Regions from separate parts of the Mus musculus genome. Here all the other regions are linked to region 3. A link is a contact called in public HiChIP or PLAC-seq data. All regions are on one chromosome and are shown on one strand. Each heading gives the region's core, a stretch centred on a gene start, on an enhancer-like site or on the middle of the called end of the contact. The rest is flanking DNA. Distances are from core to core; before and after follow the strand shown.

Region 1 (3,493 bases), core at 139-2,638, 120 kb after region 3:
CATTCCAAAGGGCGCTGTGCTTTATTACAGACAACTTCCCTTTTGTTGGCCTGATAGCTAAATTATTATACTGTGCTGAAATTATGTAGTGAGGCCGATTATTTTATCTTTGAATTTCATTTCTAGGAAGAAAGGTGGTGTCAGATTAGCTATTAAAGCCAGGTTTGGGTTGATAGGGTTAAAACTCAATGCCCTAGGAAACACCCACATGTTCAAAGGTGCTTGCTGTAACATTTCAAAAGGCTGAAAGCAAGAGGGATGGAAGGTGGCGGCCTGACCCTCCTCCTCTGCTTATGGCTCAGGATGGGGTCTCTCTCTCTCTCTGCCTGCCTGCTACCTGCTCTCTGCCATGATGAGGTGGACATAGCTTCTGAAACTGTAAGCCAGCCTCCAATCAAATGCTTTCTTTTCAGTGTTGCCTTGGTCATGGTATCTCTTCACAGCAATGGCAGTGACTAGGACAGAAGCTGGTATCAGGGAGCAGGGTATTGCTGTGACAGGCCTGACCATGATGCCTGTTGGAAGAATATAGAAGACTTTGGCACTTTGGACTAGAAAAGCCATTAGTCACTTTATCGTGCTTAATGGGCTATCCTAACACAAGCATGGTAGACTATAATGGGGTCATTCGAACTATGGAGACTCAACAGAAGAAATTTCATGGGGAAGGAATATTAGTAAGTGGCTTAGAGATCATTCTTGTGATATTTTAGCAAAGATTACTGGTTGCTTTATGCCCTTGTTCTAAAAATCTGCTTGAGGCTACATTGAAGAGTTTTGGGTTAATGACACTGGCAGAGGAGATTTCAAGAGAGTCCAGTACTGACTCTGTCATACAGTTATTAGTAATCACTCTTATGCAGATCTATAATAAAATGAAGGAAGCTGAACAAAAAAAGAATACAAAACATACAGTTTGAGGAATAAAGAAGTGCCAGGAAGTGTAATGAAGCTAAGCCCAGTGCTCACAGAACTGAAAAGTTCAATAAAGTCTGATGCTAAGTGGAATAAAGGGAGTGGTGATCTCAGGGCAGGACCCCACCCAGCTCAGCTTCCAACTTGAGGAAAAGAATTAAAGAAAAGCTTAAGCATCTAAGGAGACCATCAATAACAGAAAGCTGACATAAATATAACTGAAAGAAGGGGTCAAGTTCCAGCCCCATCACGCAGCAGAACTTGGTAGCATTGGCCACATGGTTCTGGCTTTAGAGTCAGGGATACAGAAAGGGCTTGCAGAATCTTCCTCCACTGCTAAGAAAACAAGGAAAGTCACTGAGTGGGTAGGCCTGAATTCAGGGTGTTTCTGCATGGAGGCCAAGAGCCGCCACTGCATAAAGCTATGAAAGAGAAGCACAGCTTGCCTTAGAAACTTGAATATATTGAGGATGCCAGAGTCAGGGGGTACATGCTAAGGACAGCTGCTAACTGGGTGTGGAACCAGCTCAAGAGAGAGAAGCATGAAGCAGCCAACAAAGCAAAAGGGAGCTGGAGATAGTAAAGAAGCTTTGACATCAGACACAGAGATACAGAGTTTGGAGTTCTCCCAGCAGAGTCTCAGTCTTGCTTTAGTTCGCTATTTCCTCACTATGCTCCTTTTGGAATGCTAATGTATATTCTATACCAGTGTTAGAAGGATGTGATCTGCTTTTTTATTTTGATTGCTGTGAGTCTCAGAAGAGACTTTGAGCTTTTTGAATAAGAATGACTCATATTATTTGAATGCTTGGTCGCCAGGGAGTGGTGCTCTTTGGGAAGGATTAGGAAGTATGGCCTAGTAGTAGGAAGTGTGTCACTGGGGGTTGGGCTTTGAGCTTTCAAAAGCCCAAGCCAGGCTCTGGCTCAGTCTGCCTGCCTGCCTGCCTGCTTGCCTGTCTATCCAGCTCTGTCTCTTTCTCTGTCTCTCCCTCACTCCCTCCTCTCTGTGGATGAGGATGTAGCTCTCAGAACCACAGCTGCCTGCTGCTTTCTGTTCCTCACCAGGATGAGATGAACTTAGCATCTGAAACTGTAAGCAAGCCCCAAATGCTTTCTTTTATAAGAGCTGCCTTGGTCATGGTGTCTCTTCACAGCAATAGAATAGTGACTAAAATATCCTGGGTCTAAATACTTAAGCAAAAGGAACACGGATCTAGTTTGGGCAGAGTGTTTGTTTAACATATGCCAGGTCTTAAACTGTAGCCCTCATGCTGGTGAAAACAACAACAACCTCTGCCCCCCCTCCCCCCCCCCCCCACAAAAAAAAAACACCCAACAACTTGAAAGCCACTTTCAATAACTATGAACAGAAGACCAGAAAAAGTACATTATGATAAATTCAAACAATGGAATCAACGTGGGGTGGGGGGAATCCTTGCAGGTGAGCATAGCGGCAGCCACCTATAATACCAATACTGCACAGCTAGAGACAGAAAGAGGATCATGAACTATAGATAGAAGAGCCTAGGCTACAGAGTGAGACTCTTATCTCAGAAACCAAACTAACTTCCCTCAAGTCCACCAAGCTAAAGCAACATGAAACAGCATAAGAAAACACACAAGTTACAAACAATACGATGCTACCATTCAAAGGTAACAATCCAGTATAGAGGTATCTACACAAGGCTTCTGTTTACAGACACCGACTGAGGCTGTGATCAGGCTGCAAGCACCTTTCAAAGCATGGTAAGTGAAAAACACACAGCAGCCTCGACAGAGTGACTCCCGCTGGAGTAGGTTCCCGAGGAGGGGACAGACACAAGGGCTCCTTAGGTGACCACTCAATATTGTAAGAGGAGAGGATACAATGACAGGAAAACTTCCAAATCAGTGAAACACAGATGAATGTGTGGGTGTTCCCGAGATTGTTCACCACTTAAATACTGTAAATGTTAAACCTTGATAAGGCTATTAACTGCCTTTTTACAGTTTCATATTTTTGTAATGTGTAATATTTTGCTTTTTTCCTGAGTTCACCAAGAAGCATATCTTTTGGGAGCTGGGGAGACATCTCAGGATGCACTCGCCCTGAAAGCATGTAAAAGTGCTGGATGTGGAAGTGTGTGGCCCAGAGCCCGGGAAGCAGAGGCAGCAGATCTGTGGGCTCGCTGGCCATCCAGGCTCGCCTAGTTAATGACCACCAAAGCGGGGAAAAAGTCCCTCTCACAGGAGGTAAACGTCAGGTCTGAGGATCACATTCCAGGACCCTTCTACCCTTCACATCATACACGCACACACTTTAAAGTCCCCACCCTAAGTGCATAGTGAAATAAGTTTATGCAGAGGAGAAGATGTGCTCAGAACGTCAGGACTGTTATCCCTTTTGTTCCCACACATTTAAACAAATGATCTCAGCAAAATTTCTACTTTTATCACAGTAACATTTTTAAAAACATAAGTTAGGAAACAAAACAAAACACAACAGAACAGAGCCAGCCATTTGTTGCTTCTGGAGCTTGAATGGCTGCTCCCACGGTGTGAGTGACCGCAGAGTAATAAAGCCGAGACTATGCTTTCA
Region 2 (3,958 bases), core at 1,036-3,535, 65 kb after region 3:
CAGGTAGCATAACTCTGCCACAGACACTCATGCCTTTACATCTCTCCCCTCAGCTCCTAGAGGGGCTTTACCATCGAGGGTGGGGCTAGGAGCCCTGCTTTGGGAACTTAGGGTGGTTGGATGTGATTCTGCACTTTGCCAGTCACCAGGCAAAGTGTGGGGTGAGGCTGTGCTTGGCTGCTCCCCTCCCAACCATGCATCCTGCATCTTCTTTCTACCCATTTGGAACATTAAGACTGCAGACTTTGACTCACAAGTTAGGATGAGCAAGTGAGGTGCGCACAGGGGCCTTCCTCCCTAGAACAGAAACCAGGTTGAACACATTCTTTAACCAGTCTGTGTCTTGGGACTTCTAGCTGTCAGCACAGCTGATCTGAGAAGTTTAGTGACATTAGAAATGGGGGTAGGGGATATACTGTGGAGTGCTTAGATGGTAGGAACTCATTATCTTGACACAGCTAGCATTATTAAAAGCTAAAATCATAACCTGGAGGAGTAAGTACACTTGGCATGGGTATGTATGTTCCTGCCTCCAAAGGGGTCTCTAGAATGTGTGTGGGATACCACCAGTGTGCTCTCATCATCTTTGTCTCCAGTGCTCTGTGAGACAGCCTCTCTCTCTTATGATCCAGCAGGAAGTGATTAACACTCACTCAGTGCTAAGCTAAGCGGAGGGGTGTTCTGTGCTTCCCAAGGGCTGTAGGATTTGAGAAGTGCACCTTTCCTGTGCAAGAAGAGCTGCATAGGACACACTCCCACAGGAGAGTGACATCTGTCCCACTGACTCTATGCATCTGCTATCACATGACATCCACCTCTGCCAAAGGTCACCTGGTGCTTTCCAGGACAGTCCCTGAGCATGTTAGCAGGGGGCCCTTAAGAGCTCAGCGAAGGTGCACTCTGCAGAAGCTGGAGGTGCCTTTGCTATTTCTGCTGCTCTCCCTTTGTATCCATGGAAGCCTGCCCTGCATCACCTCCCAGGTTCTCACACAGCTGCCAAGGAGTATCTACCTGGGAGACAGATCTGAAAGACAGACCCCAGTGCATTCTCCTTGCTCTCCCTCTCCTTTTTAGGCCAGGGGATGGGTCACAACCACATCACAAGAATGGTAACATCTATATCCTGCTTCTGATCTAGAAGATCTGACACAAAACTGAGAACGAGTCTCTTTCAGGTGATGTGAATGGCTAGGGCTAGGACTTCATTGTGGAGTTAGTCTGGTTCGTGTTCTTTTTCTCTGGATGTGAGGCAGCTGACCATATAAGGCACATAATGGTACCCTATCATCATTAAAGGTGTAGATTTGTGTATGAGAGCCATTGGTAGCCTGCTGAATTTAATGCCCCTAATCCCTGTCTGGTGACAGTTGAACTGGACAAGGTTTGTATGTACGTACTCCTGGAAAGTAACCAACAGGGTGGCAGAGACAAAGAAACCTTGGGGACCTTCCCATCAGGATGTCAGCTGTCAGATATGCTCCAGGCACATAGGGTTTCTCCAGTCTCTCCCAGGAGCTCCTGCCTGCTCTGGGTGGGAGCTGAAGTTCTTATTTTACCCTCCTGGCACCAGAAACTTTTTCTTCCACATTATATTTTGTTTTTTTTTTTTTTTTTAAAGAAAATATGGGGTGGCTGAAAGTTGGCCAGAGGCTATCAGGAGGAAATAAACCCCACCATTTTCCCATTTTAGCACCTGAAGTCATCCCTTAGGTTAACATATGGTACAGGGTGGAGGTGGCTTTCATTTATACCAGATATAAGGAGGACAAGGTCTGAGTCCCCTGGGTAAATCTTCAGGGAAACCTGGAATAAAGGCACTACAGGGCATCAGGATAAGTTGCCAGGAGGTTGAACCAAAATGCACTTAGAGGAGGCTGGAAGACCCGCAGCATGTGCCAAGACCCAGGCCAGTGATGTCATAGCTCTTTCCTCTACTGCAGAGGGGTGTGTGTGTGTGTGTGTGTGTGTGTGTGTGTGTGTGTGTGTGTGTGTGGTTTTCTCTCCAGTCCTTTGCCAGTTAGCTGGCTACTGGTTATCCCCAGTGCTCCCCACTCTAATTCCTAAGAAATCCTGCCAGGCTGTTTGGTCTGTGACACAGTCACATGACTCAAAAACATGAGTGTTCCAGAGCCAGTACACTGGTGCTCTAAGTCACAGAGATTGTAGAGGGACAGTGGGTTCCTTTGGAAAGCCAGGGTTGGCACAAACAGCCTGGCTTCCTTGCCTGTGAGAGTTATCAATCAGACATTGTGACATCTCTGCCTGAAGGCTGGCTGGCACTGTGTTGGCCTGTGTCTGCTGGCCAGGCGCTCTGAGCTGTGCCTCTTTTCTCTGCACACCACACCAACAGTGTCCTATCTGTCATATTCTAATGTGCAGGTGTCAGTGACCAGTCCTTACCAAGCAGCCAGCACTGTTCAGTTACAGGCTCAGGACTATTTCATCATTTTAACTTACAATGATTTTTGCTGATATGCAAAGTAATACAACTTTGGGGTACAAAAAATTAGAACTTCGCAGCAAACGATGTGAAAAGAGAAAGTGATTGCTGAAACCTACAGAGCTGATAAATTCAAGGACTCAGGATGCCTTCAGATGGTCTTAGCTTTGTTCTTAATGTACATATAAGTACATGACGCAGGCAAATTCAGTAGAACACTGTGGTGTGTCTGGCTTGTTTTTTTTTTTTTTTTTTTTTAGATCCTCATACATATGCAAATTCTCTAGTATTAACTGTGGGGAAACCTTGCTAATTAAGGTCGAAGTCTACCAAGATCAGATAGCTTCTCAGAACACAGCACAAAAGGAGGACTCCCTTTGCCAGCAGCTTCCCCTTCTCTGACCTTGTCTGGAGAGCCCGAACCTCCACACCCTCTAGCTGGGGAAGGAGTTGCCAGGACAGACAGGTTCAACTTCCTCTTTTCCTCTTCTTCCCCACCCCACCCTCCCTCTAAGAACCTGCCCAGCAAGTACCTGGGATTCCTGGCATGCTTCTCCATGCAAATAAGGTATTCACAGAACCAGACCGTTAAAACTCTCCAAAGGATGACACCATTTGCATACACTAGCAAGCCTTTGTTGCAAGGACCATGATATAGCTGTCCCTTGTGAGACTAGGCCGGGGCCTAGCAAACACAGAAGTGGATGCTCACAGTCAACTATTGGATGGATCACAGGGCCACCAATGGAGGAGCTAGAGAAAGTATCCAAGGAGCTAAAGAGATCTGCAACCCTATCAGTGGAACAACATTATGAACTAACCAGTACCCCGGAGCTCTTGACTCTAGCTGCATATGTATCAAAAGATGGCCTAGTCGGCCATCACTGGAAAGAGAGGCCCATTGGTCAGGCAAACTTTATATGCCCCAGTACAGGGGAACGCCAGGGCCAAAAAATGGGAATGGGTGGGTAGGGGAGTGTGTGGGGGGGAGGGTGTGGGGCACTTTTGGGATAGCATTGGAAATGTAATTGAGGAAAATACGTATAAAAAAAAAAGCCTCTAACCAATGATTTCCATTTACTCTGAAAACTCCTTCTCACCCTCCAAGGTCCATATATGCCCCGTTCACCCCAAGGAAAGTATATTTGAATAAGCCCTCCCTGAATCAAAGTTAGGTACACAAGCTGAGATGGTCTAAGAGAGCTTTTTCACTGAATATCAGAGAAGAGGCAGGTGGATTTCTGAGTTCAAGGCCAACCTGGTCTACAGAAACCCTGTCTCAAAAAACCAAAACCAAACCAAACCATACCACAGTTAAGGAAAAAAATCTCCAGTTTTTCAAAGGAATATCAGCGATTCACTGTGTTGACTGAGGTAGTGTTCCACCATTAGATGCTAGAATTCGTTCCTTTAGGGCAACTGTGTGTAGCCTTGGTAGGGCATCTTTGACTCTCCTGTGAATTGCTAAACAGATTGTCAGGCCAAAGTGTATGGTCATTTTCCACTCCAGTACATATT
Region 3 (3,471 bases), core at 889-3,388:
TTTACAATTATGTAAACATTCCCTGGAGAGTGTCTCTGCTGGCACTAAACATTCCAGAAAAGAAACTCTTAATTTTAAAGTTCTGTCTGGTACACACACACACACACTTCTCTCTCTCTCTCTCTCACACACACACACACACACACACACACACTCACACACATATCCATACACTTACACATACATACACACACAGATACAAATACACACACTCGCACACATTTACTCATACACTCACATAGTCACATACACACACTCAAACACACACACATATACTCACATATTCTCACACACATACACATGCTCACTATGTTGAGGTTTAATCTGTTGTTATGTATCATAATGCTAAATCTGTACCTGAAGATCTAGTTGCCTGTGAGTGAATTCTCACAGTTACCAGCTTGTGTTGTGCAAACCTTGCTCCTTAATTTAAAGCTATTGGTTAATAAGGATACCTACAGTTTATAGCTGGGCAGAAGAGAGGTAGGAAGAGCTTCCATTCCTGGGCTTGGGGTCTGAGGAGAGACAGGAAGGAGAGGGAGGAGAGGTGAAGGAAGAGGAGACCATGGTGAGGTGGGTCGTGAGAGCATGGCCATGAGGACCAGCCACTTGGAGTAGGAGCAGCCCAGGCAGAACATGACAAGTGATATATCCGGGTTACTGACAGGGAAGTAGACAACATAGTTCAGAAGACTGATATCAGCCCAGTTCTTGTGCTTTAAGCTTATTATAAAGGGGTTGTGTCTTTTATTTGGGAACTAAATGATCTAAGGTGTGTAGAAACCCCCAGTTAATGTTTCCCACTACACACTAACACGGACACACACACACACACACACACACACACACACACACACGCTTCCCATTCCTACCTTTAACAGGAGGAACTGGGAACTGGCCTGCCCTGGGCTGAGTGCCCTCCCTTCGCTAGAGGTTCCTGCTGCAGATCAGTTGTTGAGCTGAGGCTATGCTATGGGCTGTGAAAAGAACTAGCCTCACTCAGGAACATGGTGTCTACTCTACAGCCCCATCGTCCTCAGCCCCACCCTGCCTGCTTAGCTTCCTGGGGTGCAGTTCCTTTAGTCACCCCCACACACTGAATACAGGCTTTTATCTTTCTTTGCAGGATTTGGGGAAGCTTTACACATCAGAATCAGAACCGGGAAAAGGCTGAGGGAGCATCCAGGACCACCATCTCCAACCATTTTTCTTTAAATCTTAAAAGCTTGTGATTTCTTTAAAAACTAAGTCAAATGTCTTCAAGCAAGGCATGAGTACTAACATCTTGGTCAAGGTTAAGGCAGAGTGGGATGGAAATGAAAGGCCCCTGAAATGTTCCAGAACTGACCCCATCTCTCACCCCCCCTCCCCGCTTCCCTTCCCCCTCCCCCACAGCCTCCTCCTCTTCCTTTTCATTTACTGGCTATCATGAATCTTTTGAAGCTCACAGACTCCGTTGCTATGCCAGATGCACAGTACCTTCCAGGGGTATCTCCATGTACTCATTTGTAGAATCAGGAAGGTAAGTCTGAAGGGGACTTGTTTCAAGTGATTTCATTCTTCTAAAATGTCGGTAGGCTCCAAGCTCCCCCAGAAAGGACTCGAACACCAATTATGAGGACCTCAACTTGCACCAGTATATCACACTACTCACGAGTGGAACTCCATCTCGAGTGACATCACACTGCTCACACATGGGACTCCATCCTGAGTGTCCTTGTTTTAAATTATTTTCACTTGATAGTTTTTATGGGGTTAAGACTGGTGGAAATGATGCTTGCCCTGACATGTATCTCCCTCTGCGCTACGCGTATGCACACACACTTCCTTCATCTCTCACCAGGATCTTGGGGCTCTGTCCACTCCTTTTCCTTAACCTGATCCAGACTCACCCACTTCCTTCCCCTGCCAACTGAGAAACCTCCACTTCTCTTTCTCTGTGTTATTTTGGGAGCTCTTTAACCTTTGTGTCTTAGTTTCCACTTTTGTGAAATGTGAGGCTCTTTTATACTGCACTCAATGCAGCTAGCCTTGGAACACAATAGTAAGTTACATATAAACTCTCTACCTGGGCCTGTTGGAGATGTGAGCAAATGCCCAGGTAGAGCACAACCAATAATAGGCTAAAGTGAACCAATGATTTTATTGGGGTTACTTATAAGAACACAGGTGACTCAGGCAGCTATGTCACTGAAAACCCATCCCAGCATGGATGACCTCATAAAAGCAATATCTCTGACACTCTCTGCACAACTTGCAGGCAATTCCATGAGAGAGTCTCCTCTCTCCAGTAACCGTGACGGCTTGTGCAACCTTTGGGATGGGCTTCATGGGGGCTGGGTCTCGAGTCTTGTAATGTTCTTAAGAACTCTCATAACTTTGTCGTGTGTTTAGCATCTCTAAGGAGTGTAGCCACTAGGAAGAAATAGCTACCCAAGATCCTGGTATAAAGGAAGTAATCTCACAGAGATGTTCTGAAGATGTTTGTGGGGGAATTGTATGCAGAAGGACAGTCCAGGGGTTAGTGGCTAACACTTTCATGCTGACCTCAGGCATGGGGGTGAGAGGGTGAGAAGCTGACTGCACAGCCTTGTCATAGTGAATGGGACCAGCAGATGCGAGGCCATGGATAGCCTTAACTGTTCCTCTCACAGAGAATAAGTCTGCAGTCACACAGATGCTACTGTGCCCTCAGGCCTGTGACCCAGCAGCAGCATGCTCCAGTTGTAGGCCTCACTGTTCTGGAGGGAGCTACATCTGTGGCTGGAATCCAGCCACCATCTGTGTCTCTGGCCCAGAATGTGATGGGGACTTCTGGAAGCACAGACATGCCTGTGCGCCTAGCATCACATCTGCAGGGAAACGCTCTGCCTCTGGTAGAACTGGGCCAGCTGAACTGTGGGCACATTCAAGACTCATGAATAGGTCCAGAACAGAGGCTGTGTTGGTCCAACTGCAGGCTCCTACAGCCTCCAGGCTCCACGGCCTCCAGGCCGTTATACCTCTGCTCGTCAATGATTTTGTTCACGCTGAAGTTTTAGGGGTTTTGGGTTGTTTGTTTTGTTTCGTTTGTTCTGTTGTTTTGCTCTTTTAACTTTCAACTGGGACTTAATTCAAACTTTCAGAAAATTTGTAAAACTAAGAATAATACAAAGAACCCTCATCCATTCAGATTCTTACGCTGTTGCTAGAGTTGTTAGTGTCACACATTTCTCCCACTGTCTTTGTCATTGGTATCTTTCTGCTTCACCTTTGATGCTCTTCTCCTCATGTATTCTCTCTCTCTCTCTCTCTCTCTCTCTCTCTCTCTCTCTCTCTCTCTCAGACACACACACACACACACACACACACACAATTCCTGAAATACCTGTGAACCAGGTACACACCATGACCCTTGAACTTGGAACTCTTGGTATCTAAGAATGAGGTATTCTCTTACAAAACCATGTTCCATGGATTAACTTTGGTAAA

What was found. HiChIP or PLAC-seq counts read pairs in DNA pulled down with a chosen protein or histone mark.
Region 1: a contact with region 3 is called in an H3K27ac HiChIP or PLAC-seq map of embryonic stem cells, with 8 read pairs. The contact joins the enhancer-like site here to the promoter of 1700010L04Rik in region 3. A contact is called at or near these places in 2 of 39 promoter capture datasets (cancer-associated fibroblasts and maxillary cranial neural crest), 14 of 484 Hi-C or Micro-C datasets (the 63-12 cell line, the CH12 cell line, the HPC-7 cell line and 8 more), 4 of 115 datasets of contacts at active chromatin or transcription factors (embryonic fibroblasts and embryonic stem cells) and 1 of 9 other capture datasets (embryonic stem cells).
Region 2: a contact with region 3 is called in an H3K27ac HiChIP or PLAC-seq map of embryonic stem cells, with 16 read pairs. The contact joins the enhancer-like site here to the promoter of 1700010L04Rik in region 3. A contact is called at or near these places in 6 of 484 Hi-C or Micro-C datasets (Sertoli cells, brain, embryonic stem cells and 1 more) and 5 of 115 datasets of contacts at active chromatin or transcription factors (embryonic fibroblasts, embryonic stem cells and oligodendrocyte precursor cells).

Annotation. Positions count from the first base shown.
Region 1 is chr7:82,733,351-82,736,843 of GRCm38.p6, reverse strand. The region is part of intron 15 of Efl1 (elongation factor like GTPase 1); the gene reads right to left. Among named protein-coding and RNA genes, the nearest start is that of 4933406J10Rik, 21 kb to the left of the region's middle. Within about 2 kb of position 1,388, at least 29 of the 459 cell types and tissues checked have an H3K27ac peak or open chromatin away from gene starts, as enhancers often do. A contact at or near this core is called in embryonic fibroblasts and embryonic stem cells, where this site is marked.
Region 2 is chr7:82,784,443-82,788,400 of GRCm38.p6, reverse strand. No RefSeq gene overlaps it. Among named protein-coding and RNA genes, the nearest start is that of Gm29796, 24 kb to the left of the region's middle. Within about 2 kb of position 2,285, at least 60 of the 459 cell types and tissues checked have an H3K27ac peak or open chromatin away from gene starts, as enhancers often do. A contact at or near this core is called in embryonic stem cells, muscle stem cells and oligodendrocyte precursor cells, where this site is marked.
Region 3 is chr7:82,850,266-82,853,736 of GRCm38.p6, reverse strand. It overlaps 1700010L04Rik (a long non-coding RNA gene), which reads right to left and starts at 2,138. Exons shown (of 5, transcript XR_378283.4): 1 at 1,480-2,138. Gm36584 (a long non-coding RNA gene) reads left to right here. Exons shown (of 5, transcript XR_003946820.1): 3 at 1,127-1,522.